Linked DNA regions of Oryctolagus cuniculus: region 2 is linked to region 1. The links are chromatin contacts, called in public Micro-C maps. All regions are on one chromosome and are shown on one strand. The core of a region is the stretch at or near the end of the contact, and the rest is flanking DNA. Distances in the headings are between cores, read along the strand shown. Region 1 holds the start of RSF1 (remodeling and spacing factor 1). Region 2 holds the start of INTS4 (integrator complex subunit 4).

The links. Hi-C and Micro-C count contacts between places; a contact is called where the count stands out from the background.
Region 2: a Micro-C map of ear pinna shows a contact between it and region 1, with 4 times the contacts expected there. The contact joins the promoter of INTS4 here to the promoter of RSF1 in region 1. A contact is called at or near these places in 3 of 6 Hi-C or Micro-C datasets (ear pinna, psoas muscle and an unstated tissue).

Annotation. Positions count from the first base shown.
Region 1 is chr1:68,934,940-68,937,755 of mOryCun1.1, reverse strand. It overlaps RSF1 (remodeling and spacing factor 1), which reads left to right and starts at 1,357. Exons shown (of 17, transcript XM_017344448.3): 1 at 1,357-1,868. The coding sequence starts at 1,682. AAMDC (adipogenesis associated Mth938 domain containing) reads right to left here and starts at 1,405. Exons shown (of 4, transcript XM_002708673.5): 1 at 1,066-1,405.
Region 2 is chr1:69,073,524-69,076,339 of mOryCun1.1, reverse strand. INTS4 (integrator complex subunit 4) reads left to right here and starts at 1,397. Exons shown (of 24, transcript XR_011389552.1): 1 at 1,397-1,630.

The DNA.
Region 1 (2,816 bases), core at 108-2,607:
TACATTAGTATTTCTTGAACTGGAATATTCAGAAGTATCTGTCAAGTTTCAATTTTTTTTCCTTTAAAAGGGGTGTGTGTATTAAGAATTACTAATCTAAGTAATAAATTCCTCTTACAAAATAGAATTTTTCTCTTTTGATAAATAAGTTTTTCTTTATATATAGAGAATGATAAAGACCAATGTGGTTTCACTCTCTTTTCCATTTTTTCCCTGGCAACACAGAAAAAAATTAATGTTTAACTACGTAATTATATTCTGAGTTCCTGATACAATTATTTGCCCACATACTTATCTTCCTTTAATCATATATTCCTATGTTGTGTTTTGTGTTGCATCTTTTTAGAAGTAAGTTTTCAGTGCACTCTGAAAATGTCGGTTCAACATAATAAACTGTACAGTTAAATGAATACAGCTGGATTCTGTGTAAATTAATCCCTGACAGCAACAACTAGTATTTAAGAACATGCAGGGGCATTGTCTAATCACTTTACTGTGAATTATCTGGTAAAACCTTATAAGGTAGGTACTGTATTATTACCCACTTTAGCAAAGGTCCAAGAAATGGCGAAAGTTGACGAGGTCCTAAAGCGGTCCAGCTGTGGCTCGTCTGGCTGAATCCAAGCCTCCTATGCATAATGTATCTGACTTCTCCAGTTTCACATTCTACTCTACTCTACATAATTGATGGTTTTCTCGGAGGCTCTCCGTGGGAGAACACCCACCGCTACTCCTAACGGAGTGGAAGCCCGTCCGTCACACGCTCCTCGCCGTCCCACCGTCTCCTCTCCGTGGGTCCTAGCCCCGGCTCCGACCCTGGCTCCCACAGAGCCCCTTCCCCTCACCCCCGGCAACGACACCAGAGTCGCCGCGCAGAGCCGGACTCTTTCGGACCCCCTCTCCCGGCAGGGTCCCCAGAGTCGCGCTGCTCATGCTCTTCAGCAGCCGGCAATATCCCTCAGCAAACTTTGGCGACTTTGTACAAAAATGGCCCACGCCAAGCCATGTCCAAGGCGCCTACCCACAGCTCGCTTTCCCAACGTCCTCCCACAATCGTGCTTTTACCTGCTACTCTTTCTGCTTCTCATTCGGTTCTCAACTTTCCTCTCCTCGTAGCCCGCTTTGAGTCCCTGGATGCCCCTGCAAACTCACCCAACGCCTTCTCTTCTGGGTGGCTTCTCACAGGGCCCCGCACTCGCCCTCTCACCTCGGAGAGTCCTCTCGATCCCGCGAGGCCCTCCCTGACCACCCGGCCTGCAGTCAGCCTTCCGGCCGGCCGGAACCCAGCCCCGCCCCCTCCACGCCTATTGGCCAGGCTCTCGAAAGTCCCGCCCCTCCGGCCCGCCTCCCCGCCCCGCTTCCCTTGTTTTCATTCCCCCTGTCACACGAGGCAGTGGCAACCCGAAGTGGGAGGGGAGACGTAGAGGGAGGGAAGGGGGAGGAAAGAGGGCGGAAAGTGAAAGGCACGGAGCGCCTCTCTGTCCCCCGTCTGACGCGGTTCTCGACTGCTCCGGGCCGCCGTTGTATTGTGGGATCGCGGCGCAGTCCCTGAGACGCTCGGATCCGCAGGGGAGCCCCCTCGAGAGCGCCTCCTGTCGTCCGTAAGGCTGCCCTGCCATTCCTTGGCACCCCCAACTCCCCCCACCCCCCCATCGCCGCCTCCTCCATCCTCCAGTTCAAAATGGCGACGGCGGCGGCAGCGGCGGCGGCGATGGCTCCTCCGGGCTGCCCGGGTTCGTGCCCCAACTTCGCCGTAGTCTGCTCCTTCTTGGAGCGCTACGGGCCGCTGCTGGACCTGCCTGAGTTGCCGTTCCCCGAGCTGGAGCGGGTGCTGCAGGCGCCGCCGCCGGACGTCGGCCACGGAGAAGGTAAGCGAGGGGCCCCGAACGCCCGGCGGGAAGCGGCCCTGGCGTGCTCCTTCTCTCCGCTGCTCTCAGACACCCTGGGCCCTCGCAGCTCAGTCTCCCCCCCACCCCGGGGCGCAGCTCCGCGGGGCCCTCTTCTCCGCCCAGCCGCCGGGGTCTTGGGCAGTGGGGAGGCGGGGCGGAGGCCCCCTAGGGCCACTGTGTCCGGCGCGGAGCTGAGGTGGGGGCGTCTCGGGCTAGGTGTGGGCTGGGGGCGGGGAGGGGTCATTGTGCCGGCCGGCGGCCCCCGGGACGGCTCCCCCGCCGCGGGGGCCGGCCCCCCACCCCTTCTCCCGCTAGGTGGCGGGGGAAGGGGAGCGCAGGTTCCGGCCAGCTTTGCGCTTTTCTCCTCCTCCCCTCCTTGCCTTCTTCCCCTCCTCCCACCAGTCCTCCAGTCCGTCTCGGGGGAGGCTGGGTCCTTCTCTGGGCGCCCCCTTATCTCCCTCCTCCTGGGTGGGCGGGGGGCCTGGGGACACTCAACTCTCCCTCCCTTTGGTTGGAACACCCAGACAGAGTGGGCTCCTCTCTGCCCCTGGAGGGCTGGTTTAACCCCCAAAACTCCTTCCTCTGGAGTGGGGAGGTCCGCTCCTCCCCCAGGGCAGGGGGCTCCTCCTTCGTTCTGCTGTAGGGTGGCTAAGTCGGTTCAGCGTCTTCACTTCGGAAAGGAGAGGGTTAATTCCTCCTCCTCCAGTTTTCCTCCTCCCTTTCCCCACCTCCCCCAAATAATAGAAAAGCATCTCCCCACTTTTCCAGTCCCTTCCCCCTTCGTCTCGGCTGCCGGCCGCGAGGGAAGAAGAAGTCGCCCTCCCGTTCGCAGGGTGGGGTGGGTTGGTTAGTCTGTAGGCTGGAGGAGGGGCTCTGTCGGAGGGGGAAACAGTTGAAGAAGGTGCTTGTTGCTCCTGTTTCTCTCTC
Region 2 (2,816 bases), core at 148-2,647, 140 kb before region 1:
CGGTTGCTCCACTTCCTTTCCAGCTCTCTGGTATGGCCTGGGAAAGCAGTGGAAGATGACCCAAATCCTCAGGCCCCTGCACCCGCATGGGAAACCCGGAAGAAGCTCCTGGCTCCTGGCTTTAGATTGGCGCAGCTCCAGCCATTGCGGCCAACTGGGGAGTGAACCAGCAGATGGAAGACCTCTTTCTTTCTCTGCCTGCCCTTCTTTCTCTGTGCAACTCTTTCAAATAAATAAATGAATTTAAAAAAAAAAATCAGCTTGGGTTCTGTCTTAGACTGTAAGGCCTTGAAAGTAGGCTATCTTTCCACATTTCTGAGTCCTCTCTAGCTACTACAGCCTCTTGCTTTTTCTAAGTATCCTGCATCACCTTTTTCTTCTTTTTTTTTCCCTGCATCAACTTTTAAACGAACAAAACAATGAAGAACTAAAGTTTCCTGTAGATTATAAAACTTGCCCACGGATTTATTAACGCTAAACGCAGGTGCTGACTTCACAGTCTATACAAGGGTCCCACATATTCATTCCATTGTCTGCCAGGTTAGGTATTACCAGCGCATTTGTCCTCGCGACCACTTACTCATTCAGTGCCACAGCCTAGTCTGTGCGTGGGGAAGCTTTTTGGATGACCCTTGGTCTTGACATTCTTTTTTACTGTGTTGTAGCTTTCAGAGTAATTGATTCCTTGAAGGATGAATAACTTTAGAAAAACTGGTGGGAGCAGGAAAAGGCATCCCATAGGCTTGTGTGGTGGCGCAGCCAGCTGTTCCAGCTGCTCTCTTATCCAGTTCCCTGCTAATGCACCTGGAAAGGCAGCAGATGGCGGCTCAAGTGTTTGGACCCCTGCTACCCAAGTGGGAGATCCGGATGGAGTTCAGTGTTTCTGGCTTCAGCATGGCCCAGACCCCCAGACCTGGATGTTGTGGAAACTTAGGGAGTGAATCAGTGGATGGGAGATCTCTGTTACTCCTTCAGGCTCTCTCTCTGACTTTCATTTACATAAAAACTTAGGGCGAAAAGAAAAGAAAGACAAGGCACCACAGGGCAGGGGAGGAATATCGCAAGCTTGAACAAAGGCAAGGCACAGAAATAGCAAACACTGGGAACAGCAACAGACGACGGGACTGGCGGCTTAGCCTCTTTCCCTTATTTCGTGACCCAAAACTCTTATGGGGCTCCAAGTTGTGTTTCCAGCCTCGGTCGCCCCGCCCCGTTCCTTTGACTTGTATTTTCTTCCACCGCTTTGCTCTGCGCCAGTCTCTCCGTCACTCGGAGACCACCAGCGGGCCTCCGAAAGGGCTGATTGGCTCAGCCTCCTTTTCAGTCCCGCCTCCTTCGGCCTGAGGCCCCGCCCCCTGCGCGCTACGCTCTCGGTTTTTTCGTTCTTCCGGCGCAGGCGTCATCAGCGGCCCAGTCTGGCGCTACAGCTGTCGAGCAGCAGGAAGCGGCCTCTCTTTCCTCAGATCCCGCTGCCTTGTGGGATCGCGGCGGGTTCCTCTCGTCCAGAAGGGTTTCCGGGTTTCTCCAGCCCCGCATCTGTCGCTGAGTACGGAAGCTGAAAGGGTCCGCGGGCAGCATGGCGGCGCACCTCAAAAAGCGGGTGTATGAGGAGTTCACTAAAGTTGTTCAGGTAAGTCCTGGCAGGAAGGGTCCCGGTAGCCGTCGAGGGTGGGGAAGCCATCCGGGCCTCAGGCAATCTGCCCGAAGAGGCGCCAGGAGTCTGTGTGGAGTGCCGACGACTTGATAGGCTGAGACTGCACGGTAGTGGGCGTGTTAGTTTGCAGTCGCTGTTGTTATCAGCATGTGTAACCTGACATGTTTCTTAGAAGAAACAAATCATGCTTTACAGTTTACAGAACTCTCCTGTTATTTCTTTCCCACACAGCCTAGCTAGATGGGGTTACGTTAGCATCCTCGGTGGACATTGCGGCTAACGGACGGGTGCAAAGCCGCTTCCACAGAAGCGCCCAGGGGAAAGTTGGGCTGTAAGCAAAGCTCTAAGGGGCTGGAAAAGGGGTCTGTAGAGTTCCTCACGGTCGGATAAGAGCAGGCGAGGGTGACAGGCATCGTCTTCACTGGGAGGGAGCTGTTACCTGGGAAGGAGGGCAGTGCCCTCGTCCCTTTGGAGTTCTCAGTGACGCTCCATGGGTCTCCACACGGATATCGCTAAAGTAGAGGCTGGTGCCGAGGCATCCTTGTGTCCTACTTCTCCAGTCACCCGAGGATTTTGTTAGACTATACATGCTATTAAGTCAATCATTTGGGGGAGTGAGGCAGGACTTTGCATTTCTGACAAGCCCCCAACTCGTGCGGGAGGATCAGCAGCATCCTTAGGGCTTTAGGTTTGTAGACTAGCAAAGTGTAGACCATCCAGCAGGAAGTTGATCCCTCTATTTTTTTTTTTTTTTTAAGATTTTATTTATTTATTTGAGAGGTAGAGTTACAGTCAGAGGGAAAGACAGAGAGAAAGGTCTTCTGTCTCTGGTTCATTCCGCAAATGGCAGCATGTGGCTAGAGCTAGGCTGATCTGAAGCCAGGAGTCAGGAGCTTCTTGCCAGTCTCCCACACACCTGCCGGGGCCCAAGGACTTGGGCCATCCTCTGTTGCTTTCCCAGGCCACAGCAGAGAGCTGGATCGGAAGAGGGGTAGCCAGAACATGAACCGGTGCCCATAGGGGATGCCAACGCACAGGCATAGGCTTAGACTACTACACCACATCACCCGTCCCACAGTGACCACACTAATTCAATTCTTTTCTAAGATTTTTATTTGAGAGGTAGAGTTACAGACAGTGAGAGGGAAAGACAGAGATCTGC